Regions from separate parts of the Arabidopsis thaliana genome. Here region 1 is linked to region 2. The links are chromatin contacts, called in public capture Hi-C maps. All regions are on one chromosome and are shown on one strand. The core of a region is the stretch at or near the end of the contact, and the rest is flanking DNA. Distances in the headings are between cores, read along the strand shown. Region 1 holds the start of AT1G52700 (alpha/beta-Hydrolases superfamily protein). Region 2 holds the start of AT1G51000.

What was found. Capture Hi-C pulls out chosen DNA fragments and counts their contacts.
Region 1: a contact with region 2 is called in a capture Hi-C map of seedling, with 4 times the contacts expected there. A contact is called at or near these places in 1 of 26 Hi-C or Micro-C datasets (root) and 2 of 3 other capture datasets (root and seedling).

The regions. Positions count from the first base shown.
Region 1 is chr1:19,632,576-19,638,314 of TAIR10.1, reverse strand. AT1G52700 (alpha/beta-Hydrolases superfamily protein) reads left to right here and starts at 4,276. Exons shown (of 9, transcript NM_104148.5): 1 at 4,276-4,979; 2 at 5,187-5,298. The coding sequence starts at 4,949. It overlaps AT1G52710 (Rubredoxin-like superfamily protein), which reads left to right. Exons shown (of 5, transcript NM_001198276.2): 5 at 1-30.
Region 2 is chr1:18,908,474-18,914,588 of TAIR10.1, reverse strand. AT1G51000 reads right to left here and starts at 4,676. Exons shown (of 1, transcript NM_103980.3): 1 at 4,420-4,676. The coding sequence starts at 4,665. The coding sequence ends at 4,447. AT1G51010 reads right to left here and starts at 3,200. Exons shown (of 1, transcript NM_001333464.1): 1 at 2,588-3,200. The coding sequence starts at 2,992. The coding sequence ends at 2,744. AT1G51020 reads right to left here and starts at 1,479. Exons shown (of 1, transcript NM_001198261.1): 1 at 761-1,479. The coding sequence starts at 1,295. The coding sequence ends at 1,047.

The DNA.
Region 1 (5,739 bases), core at 3,027-5,526, 720 kb before region 2:
TCGTCGATGTCGACGTACCGATTTTTTTCATAAAAGCAATAACCAGCTAACACAACACAGCCGTCATTAGTACGTGTGGCCTCTTACCATATAAATAAATGAAATCACACTTTTAATCAGGAACCTTTAATACCCAAGTCTTGATCGATAAGTTGATGACTTTTAGAAAACATTTGATTTCGGATAACAAAATTTTCAAAATAAGGGAGTAGGAAATAAGGGATATATGTGTGTATAATATAATGGAATAAAAAGAAATCATATATAATTTGAAAACAATAAAATATTGTGCTTGGTGATTTAATAGGCATCGTTCAGAATTTCCAACAACAACAACACCTCTAACATCGCAACGAAGCGAGCAAAGATGCCCCGAACCAAACAAAAAAAGAAGAAACTGGATTTCCAAAATTGGTGAGTACTAACTAAATCAGCATCCATTTTCTTTTTAAAAATTTTATTATAGATTTATAGTAATACCAAAAAAGGAATATGAAGAACAAGAACATACGACGTTTAACATCAAAAGCCGTTTTTATATTCTCCAATACAAAGATGTATTCCTAAAGCTTCTCCCCTATATTTTTTTAACAAATATTTTTCCTTTTCTACGGCTAAAAACAATTGAACATAACCAATGTTTGTAATGGTTAGATTTAGTCGAAGCATGCGACTAGTTTTGGGATCGTATATATTTTGATAAATATATTTCCGTAAACCCACCATATGTATAACGTTTAGACATAAATCAACGTAACCAAATGACCCAATCAAACTCATAATCGTAAAGTCTTTGGCCCTAGACCGAATACTAGTGCCACCATACACTAACATTTTTTGTAATATGGATAGCGTTCATCTGATTTGATTATGTAGAAATATTAGATATATTATGAGATAAAATTATATACTAAAAAGTGAAAAAATATTTGGTAATTCTTTTTTCATTTACAATATCGTTTTATGACACCGTACCGTATGAACCCAAAACAAAACCAAGAAAATATAAAAAATGCTTGAAGAATCAATTCTGCCAAAAATTCGAAAAGTCTAATATCAAAAACAATCTCAAGAAAACGATTGTTGGAGTTTCTATTCCCTTTCTATTTTAGACAAATCACCATACTTCTTTTAAAGATCCACACAGCTTGCTCTCATTACTAAATCTCCTTTTCATACATACTTTCATTTATTTTGTTCATATGAATCTTTTGAAAGTTTTTACTTTAACTCGGTAAGATGTATTGGTCTAATAGCATTGCTACAGACACACATTTGGTTTCTGTGCACAGTGCACTGTGTTTGTTTTACTTAAAGAGTGCTTTAGTATGTTAGAAGAATTCAAATCTTAATCTAATTAAGCTAATGAAATGGGATGATACAGAAGAGTTAGATCACTAGACTACTCTAGATTAATATAGGATTAATATAAAACTTATAGATTATATATTGATTTTTTTGTACGTGCTTAAATAATAATATTCTTTAGCTAAGATTAGTTTTTTTTTTAAATTGGTCTAAAAACTAATTAAGCATAACTATGGTAGGAACTCTAGCTAGCTACCTTACTTTGGTTCACAAACGTCTACTCAATAAAGACAATTGAGCAATGAGACATATACTTCGCATAACACATTAATACTCTTAATTAATGTAAATCACACACTTAAAATTCTTAATTAATCTATCATGTGTCTTAATTAGACACGCAACACACATTTCAAAATTTTATACACAAGCAACGTTTGTAAAATTTATCAGTATGTCTTGTAAAATTTATTTTTTCGATAACTCAGATGATTCTAAAGGCTTCTTAAACCGAAAGACTAATTTGGGACGCGGAGAAACCATGTTAAATTACTCGAACCCCGATAAGCAATACTACTCAAACCAGGTGATGGGAATTAGCTCCATTTACCACTTGACCAAAGCAAGATGGTTTTCTTGTAAATTTTACTTGGTATTTTCATTATTTTTTGTATTTTTCATTTGCTCATATGGATATTAATTTTTCTCAATCCATCACACGTATACATTATTATATCCACTAAGTTTTGAAAAAAATAAATAAATAAATATATATATATATATATATATATATATATTTTCAAATTATTTTAAATAAAATGGATAAACTTTTTTTAAGCATAAAGTTTAGGCTAAATAACGCATAAACTTACAATGGCCTTAATTAGCCTTTTAACCATACGAACAAGCAAACACTATACACCTTTAAATACCATTAACGAGTTAGCATTGTAGTGCCGAAAGCATCTCTTCTCTATTTTCTCAACTTCAATGCAATTTCAACAAAATATAATAAATCATGTTACAATATAATATTATAAAAGTTAAACTCATGGACTTTTCTTATCTCGGCTTATCCTTTACTCCAACTTAAGTTATATTTTTTTCTTAAGATAATGGTGGGGGTATAGAGTTGACTAAAGAAAAATATTCACTGTATACATATAATTAAATTGCAAATTGTTTGACATTCGCTAGAAAATAAACTAATTAATCAGATACCGCCATTGTTTAAGCAAAAGGTTAATGTTATTTTCCACTAGTTTTTGTTCCCTATAAATTAAGTCAACCATTTCCATAATTATTTTCAGGTAACAATTACTCCAAAATGCTACTATCATTCAATGATTCTAAATATGATAGTAGCATTTTGGAGTAATCATTTTCAGACATTTATACGTCAAAAAAATAAATGTAAAAGAGGATTAAAATATGCAATCATTACGTTTATTTATCTAACTTTCTGTTTGATATTTCGATAATTTTTATACACAATTTCATATATGAGTAATTTGCAGTAAAAATGTCACGGTATTTACTTTCAAGTTTGTTTAATTATATAAAAAAAAAGCACACAATTCATTTACGGTTTTACCTTCTTTTTTTATTTTGGCTCTCCTTCAATTTTAGAAAATTTCCTTAATATATATATTTTGGCTCTCTTATAGCTATTTAGAAAAAGTCATTAGTAGAGTAAACAATCACTTTCATTACTATTTCTGATTTTGATAAAAATAAATTCTGGTACTGAACCACCAACTTCAAAGTTTATATCAATCTATAAAATAGAGAAAATGGAAATGATGGGTGATTGGGGCATGAAGAGTGGATACTATATGTGACACATGCATTGTGGTGCATGTGCTCAGACCCACTCACCTTTCCCATTATTCCTTTATCAGGTCACCTCCTTTTATATTTTTGATTTATCAATTCTGAGGAAAGAAAAATTAGATGTGTGATAAATTAATTCTTAGAAAAATCTAAGAGCTAAATTTTACTAGTATTTTAATGTGTTTAAAAGGTTTTCGTTGAGTTATAAAAAGCTAATTTTTATATTACGTTTTACTTTTGCACTTCTTTTCAATTTTCTTTTTAACATCTATTCTTTTTACAAGGTTTAAACTGCAGTTACAGTATAAGATCTTAGCATTAGCGTTTAATTTTTGTATTAAAATTTTAGAAGCATACATTTTTTTAGAAAGATTTTTTGCCTAGGATACGTTAAAGTTTATAGTTCACAATTCTAGAGTTTAGATATTAAAAAAAGTGAATCTTCAAATGAGGAAGATGAATAAAGTTTCTTTAAGGTACACACATTGATTGTTAAAAATTTATGAATTAAAAAAACTTGTGAAAGATTCAGAAAACTAAAGAAAATTTTCAAATTTGTAAGAATTTATTTTATATTATTAGTAACATTGACTTAATTTCCACAGTTTAAACTAATGAAAGTTTATAAAAGCTTCTAAAAAACTCTTTAAAAACTTTCTAAGTGTCAAAACGTTTTAATAGTTTTAATAAATTTATATTTTGTATTACTATAAACTCGTGATGAACATATTCCAAAAGTTTTAATCTAGCATGTGGCCGCTTAATGGTAAAATTTGGTTGTATATTGTAGATGAAAGAAACTATAGTTGTGGATTTATTATTTTAACAAAACGTTGGGTGAAATGGGCTCCTCAGTCCCTGACTCACCGGTACTGGAAAACCCAAAAGATTTGAATCTATTGGTGGGCACTGAGCAATAAGCATTATCAATGGCAAAAAGAACACAGCAATGAACAAAGCGTTGAAATTGATGAAAAAGATTTGTGTCTTTTTCTTCAATATCTTCTTCACCCCACCTGAAAAATCCAGGTTGGTCTCTTGTGTTTTTTTCCACACTTGCCATCATTTCGGTAGATCCAAATCTTTATTATATATCCAAGTACCCTTAGATAAAACAAAACCATTAATTACAAATCCATACTTAGTTTTTGTAGGATTTTCTCACAAAGTAGATTTCGGAGCTTTCTGATCAATGGGTATCAATCAATCATCTAATCTTTTTTATTTTATCTATGATTGAATAATGAAGTTTGTCTTCTTTTACAATTTTGGATTATGCCTTAATGTTTCAGGTAAAAATATGTATAGTATGAGAAAAAGTTATTTGGTGTTTCTTTATTTTTCCCCTCCACCACTCTGCCCACAAGGCATTGATTCTCTCTCTGTTTCTTGTTACCGCTAGCTCTCTGCTGTGGTTTTTTATTTTATTTTTTCCTATATTCCTTGTGTTTCCCAAAAGATTTCTTTCTTTTGTTGTTTAAAGAAAAATACTGAATTTTCTTTTCTTTAATCTTATTTAAGTAATCCTTTTCCATGGATGCTACGTCTATAGTTTCCTCCTTCATTCCCTTTCTAGTAGTTTTGGTTAGCTGTTGTACACATTGAAGCATCCTATAGTGAATGATTCAGATTCACTTCTTTTATTTTATTCCACATTTTCACATCAACCCTTTAATTTTGGTGTATAAATACACATTGCCTTCTCATATTTTTACGATCATCACTTGTTTGTATTTTGAAACTTTGAAAGCTCTTAAGAAGACGAATTACAAAACCTTGAGAGGATTCAATACACTTTCAACAAAAAATGAGTTACTCTCATCAAAGCATGGGTTCTGGTTTGTTTCTTTTCCCCTTCTTGATTGTTCATGTTAATGTTATTTGTACTTGTTATGATCAAATTTTTTTACCGTATGATAATTTAGATAGATTCCACGGATTAATTTGGGTTTTGGCCTGAAGTTTCTTTTGTTATTTGAAAAAATAAAGAAATTCTTTTTGCTTGAAACTTGTTTATGACACTGTATTTGGTAAAATCTTTGAAGGTAGTAGAAATGCAAGGGGATATGAATTTGGAAGGACTTATGTTGTGAGGCCTAAAGGAAAGCATCAAGCCACTCTAGTCTGGCTTCATGGTCTTGGTGACAATGGCTCTAGGTTACACTCTTCACATGGCTCTTTCGATTATTATGCTTTTTTTTTGTGTCTTAAAAGAATCAAACTAACATCTTGAAGCATAAACTCCTCCGTGGTGCTTGCTTTCCTTGTCTTAAGTATAAATATGTTCTAGAAAAACACTTCAACTTTTGCGTGTGTTTATATGGAAGAAAAAAAAGAGTTTTCAAAAGTTGAATTTTGGCATGTTCTCTAATACCAACTTTAGAGAACAAAATGTATGTGTTGCTTCTTTTTTCTCTATTGAAATTTTTGAAGCATCATTTGTAGATAAATGTTGTAGCGCCGCAAATAATTAATTGATATTAACATACTGAACTTTTCCTGTCAAATGTCTTCTCTTATGTGAATATTAAGTTTAGTTCATTAAAGTTTGTAACTAAAAAAAAAAATTGTATATACTTTTGAGGGACCACTAAACTA
Region 2 (6,115 bases), core at 3,427-5,926:
GAGTATATTACTCATATTATTCCGCCCCTGTTTCATACTTTCGTTGATACATAAAATATGTACTAATGTCTATCATGCATACAGAAAATTGTGTGCAAATAATACATATATCAAAATCATGTTTAACCTCTCGGGTTTAACAAGCTAGATAGTTGTGTTAACAAACAAAAACACAATGCAATAATGACGATGAAAATCAATAAGTAACAACTAAATTAACCAATATGTAACGTAGGCAGAGAAAGAGGTTGAAATTAAATAATCACATGGTATTTAAATTAATCGTTAGAGATTAGAGATATAATTTGAAAATAATTTGTGGGTAATACACAAAACAGAAACTATTAATTATGACGAAGGAAAACGTGTTATCAAGAGTGTTTATTTTTCAGATCAAAAATAATTCTTGAATTTTCTCCACAAGTTCATTTATTTTTAGTAAAGAATTTTGAAATTTTCAATGGACACATAATGAGATGAAAGAAAACCAGTATTGGTTTTTTTTACCCCATTCAATTCATTGGTGAAGACCATTTCATTGTCGGGTTAAAATATTTCAATCTCTTTTAATCTGTAATAATTAACATACATTGTAGGACTAAATTTATCTATTTAAGACTCTAGACTAAACTTATACAGATATTTTGATGATAATGTATAATAACTTGAGTAAATTTTTTTTTTTTTTTAGGGTTTCCTATATAGCTGATTTCTGACTGAGACATTCTCTTATGGGGATTTCCGAAGAACACGACATCGATTAAAAAATGAGAGTGATTTTAAATTCCTTATCTGTTTTGATCCCAAGAAAATATCCTCTTTAGAGGATGTGACTCATACAGAAGAAGAAGATATTAAAAGAAAGGCACACATTGAAACCAACCATGCATACTTATATATAAAGTCTCACTAGACTTAAACAATTCAAGAAAAGTAAAATAATTAACTTGTCTAGCACTCCTCATCAGAGTTTAGACGCATAGCAACATCTCAATTATTTATTTATCCATAAGAAGGAGCTTCACTGGAAAAGTAAAAGTAACCTATCACTGTGGGGTTTCCTTCTTCTCCTTCATAACTTCTCTCTTCTTTTCACAGAGCTCTTGCAACTTCATTCTCTTATCAGTTAGCTTCTTTCTGGCTTCTTCAATGGCACCAAAATCAGGTCGACCAATTGGATGATTAAGATGCGCGATCTCCCTCACGAGGTTCTGAATTTCATCGTTCAAATTCAAGATTTCAAGACACAGCTCTTCAAAAGGAGTAGACCCACTAGTGTTTCCAACATTAGCCATTTGTTTACGCAAAGATTTCAAACTAAGAGAAAGATAATAAAATTATAAAAATGTGAAAGGGTTTTTCTATGTGTTGGAATGTAAAACATCTTCCAAACATCTCTATTTATAGCTGCAAAAGGTGAAAATGTTGAGTTGCGTACTTAACTCTCCATCTACGCCACTAACACAAACTTACAACATCTCTCTTAAGTCTATGACTATTAAGGCAATAATCTCACTTTTAGAGTTTAGAGGTTACGTTCTTTCTATTTAGAGATGCCTTTAGGAAAGAGTCAGGAAGGTTCGTTTTTCTGAAAATATTAACAATTCCAAAGTAACTTTTACCCCAGTTTCAGTTCAGCCCATCGATTAGACACCAATTTCAGTTGTGGTTTTTGAACTAATCTTACTCTATTTGGTGTAGAATAAATGGATGTGATTACTAAATTACCACTCTTTTTTTGTTATAGAATTTTCCTTTTACACCAACAATGTTCTAGAATATACTACTCATATTATTTATCCACTGTTCGTTTTCTTTTTACACCAATGTTCTAAAATGAGTTTGTTACTAATGCCTATTATGCATACAGAAAATGTGTCTAAACTTCTAAAGTAAAATAAAACACATGTTATGTATACTACTGATAATACATATTTCAAAATTGTTTTTTATATACTACTAGATCCCTTTATTTATGTTAACGTTCTTGAACAATTAGCACGCTCTTTTACGCAGGTTGAAAAATTATTTTCTCGATCAATGTTTTTTCCTCCCCATTTTCATTTCTAAAATTTCCAAGCAAATTCATTTTCCTTTTTATGAATATATATTCAACTTTGATGCTACTGAAGTATCATTCACAAAATTTTTAAGAGAGATCATATCACATGGTATTTAGTATATATAGGTGAAAACTTCTTAATAAAAAAAACAAAAAACAGAAAACAAAAAACCACTTATGTTTACCTCCATTTCAGTTCATCGATTAAAGACAACATTATCTATAGAGTTTGGATCTGATAAAAAAAAATGGTATTTAAAACTCCGTTGAACTATCTTAATCTTTTCAAAGTTTGCACACAAAAAAAAAAATATTTTCAAAGAAAACAATTTTCTCAAGAACACAAAATTGATTATCAACAAAAATAAAAGAGAATTGTTTTTAAATCTTTATCTGTTTTGATCCCAAGAAAATATCCTCTTTAGAGGTTGTGACTCATATAGAAGAAGAAGAAGAAAATAAAGGCACACATTGAAACAACCATGTCTATTTAATTATATAAAAACTCATAAGAGTTTCCCAATTATTTACTTACAAGAAAGTCTCACTAGACTTAAACAATTCAAGAAAAGTAATATAATTAACTTGTCTATCACTCCTCATCAGAGTTTAGATGCATAGCAACATCTCAATTAGTTATTTATCCATAAGGAGCTTCACTGGAAAAGTAAAAGTAACCTATCACTGTGGGGTTTCCTTCTTCTCCTTCATAACTTCTTTCTTCTTCTCATAGAGCTCTTGCAACTTCATTCTCTTATCATTTAGCTTCTTCCTGACTTCTTCAATGGCATCAAAATAAGGTCGCCCAATTGGATGATTAAGTTGCGCGTTCTCCCTCACGAGGTTCTGAATTTCATCATTCATCTGCGTGATTTCACGACACAGCTCTTCAAAACGAGTAGACTCACTAGTGTTTCCAACATTAGCCATTTGTTTACACAAAGATTTTAAACTAAAAGAAAGATAATAAATTTATAAAACTGTGAAAGAGTTTTTCTATGCGTTGGAACGTAAAACATCTTCCAAACATCTCTATTTATAGCTGCAAAAGGTGAAAATGTTGAGTTGCGTACTTAACTCTCCATCTACGCCACTAACACAAACTTACAACATCTCTCTTAAGTCTATGATTATTAAGGCAATAATCTCACTTTTAGAGTTTAGAGGTTACGTTCTTTCTATTTAGAGGTGCCTTTAGGAAAGAGTCATGAAGGTTCGTTTTTCTGAAAATTCATTTTTAATTAAGAATTCCAATGAAAATAAACGGTGAGGAAAAAATGATTATAGATTTGAAGTAACTTTTACCCCAATTTCTATTCAGCCCATCGGTTAGACACCAATTTCAATGGTGGTTTTTGAACGAATCTTACTCTATTTTGTGTAGAATAAATGGATGTGATTACTAAATTAGCCACTCTTTTTTTGTTAATAAATTTTCTTTTTACACCAATGTTCTAGAATATAATACTCATATTATTTAGCCACTGTTCGTTTACTACATAAAATGTCTTTGTTAGTAATGCCTATTATGCATACAGAAAATGTGTCTAACTTCTAAAGTAAAATAAAACAAATATTATGTATACTGATTATACATATTTCAAAATCATTTTTTATATACTACTGGATCCCTTATCAAGACTTTATTTATGCTAACGTTCTTGAAAAATTAGCACGCTCTTTTAAGCACGTTGAAAAATTATTTTCTCGATCAATGTTTTCTCCTCTCCCCCCCCCCCCCCAATTTCAATTTCATTTATAAAATTTCCAAGCAAATTCATTTCCCTTTTTTATGTATATATATTTAACTATGATGCTACTGAAGTATCATTCACAAAATGTTTAACAGAGATCATATAACAGAAAATATTGTTGTCTTTAAAAAGATTAAGATAGTTCAACGGAGTTTCAAATACCATTTGTTTAAATCAGATCCAAACTCTATAGGTAATGTTGTCTTTAATCGATGAACTGAAATGGAGGTAAAGATAAGTTTTTTTTTGTTTTTCATTAAGAAGTTTTCACAATATTCCCAAGAACACGAAATTGATTATAAAAAAAAAGAAAAGAAAGAGAATTGTTTTTAAATCTTTATCTGTTTTGATCCCAAGAAAATATCCTCTTTAGAGGTTGTGACTCATATAGAAGAAGAGGAAGAAAATAAAGGCACACATTGAAACAACCATGTCTATTTAATTATATAAAAACTCATAAGAGTTTCCCAATTATTTACTTACAAGAAAGTCACTCTGGACTTAAACAGTGCAATAAAAGTAAATAATTAACTTCTCTATCACTCCTCATCAGAGATTAGACACAGCCATATCTCAATTATTTATTTTATCTATAAGAGGGAGCTTCACTGGAAAAGTAAAAGTAACCTATCACTGTGGGGTTTCCTTCTTCTCCTTCACAGTTTCTTTCATCATCTCTAAGAGCTCGTCCAACTTCGTTGTCATACCAGTTATCTTCTTCCTGGCTTCTCTAATGGCACGAAAATCATTCACGTCGATCTTCTGAATTTCTTCATTCAGCTGCGTCATTTCACGAATCAGCTCTTTAAAACGAGTAGATACACTAGTGTTTCCAACAATATTAGCCATTTTTTTCTATGTGTTGGAATGTAAAACCTCTTCTAAACATCTCTATTTATAGCTGAAAATGGTGAAAAAGTATTGAGTTGCGTACTTAACTCTCCATCTACGCAACTAACACAAGCTTACAACTCCTCTCTTAAGTCTATGGTTAATTAAGGCAATAATCTCACTTTAGAGTTTAGAGGTTACGTTCTTTCTATTTAGAGGTGCCTTTAGGAAAGAGTCATGAAGGTTCGTATTTCTGTAAATTCATTTTTTATTAACAATTCCAACGAAAATAAACGGGGGAAAAAAGTATGAGTATAGATTTTAAGCACAAATTCAATTAAGCCCATCAATAAAAATTCAATTTCAATGGCGGTTCTGAACTAATCATACTCTCTTTGGTATATAATAGTGGTTGTGAATACTAAATCAGCCACTCTTTTTTTATAAATGAATTTTATTCTTACACCAATGTTCTGGAGTATAGTACTCATATTATTCAGCCCCTGTTTCGTTACTACATAAAATGTGTACTAGTGTCTATTATACGTACAGAAAAATGTGTGCTAATTACTTCTATAAAAAAACATGTACTAATAATATTTATATATCAAGATCACTTTTTACCTCTCTGGTTAACAAGATAGATAGTTTTGTTAACAAACGAAACACAATGCAATAATGCAGGAAATTGTAGGAAAATGTATTACGTATATATTGCTTTGCTAAGGTCATGGGAATTTTGTCAAGACTTTCATGAGCATTAAAATTTAACCAGGGAAGTTAAAACGGGCCTGAATCCTACGGGCCTAAACGGGTACTGTGTAATATTTTGGAGCCCAAACCCGTTTTCTTTTTGATTTGCTTTTACACGGGCCTTTAAAATATGAACCCATTTATGTTTTATAACAAAATTGGTTTAACAAAAACAAATGGGTAACCCGTTTTATTTAACAAAACCAAAAACAGTTTGTAATCTGGAGATACTTATGTAATCGAGTATTGTTAACACACCAAAAAAACAGTTTGCTACGTTTCCTATCTGGAGATACTTATACAATCGAGTATTGAAAATATGAGTTCATTAAGGGACTTAATTTGAGGTGATAAAAAAGAAAAAAAAAACTACTAATTATTAAGAAGGAAACGTGTTACCAAGAATGTTTACTTTTCAGATCACAAAGAAGTCTTTGTTTTTTTTTAGCCTCAATTTTCGATGGACAAGTAAGGAAATGGAAGAAAATAAGTCTTTGTTTTTTTAGCCTCAATTCATTTCATCTGTCAAGACTCAAGACCATTTCATTTTCGGTTGAACTAATTTAATCTGTAATATATTGTACGATTAAACATAGCTACAAGATTCAAATCTCTACACTTCTACGGATTTGATGATAATGTATAACTTGAATATATGTTTGAGATATTTTTAGGGTTTCCTATAGCTGAATTCTGACTGAGACATTCTCTTTAT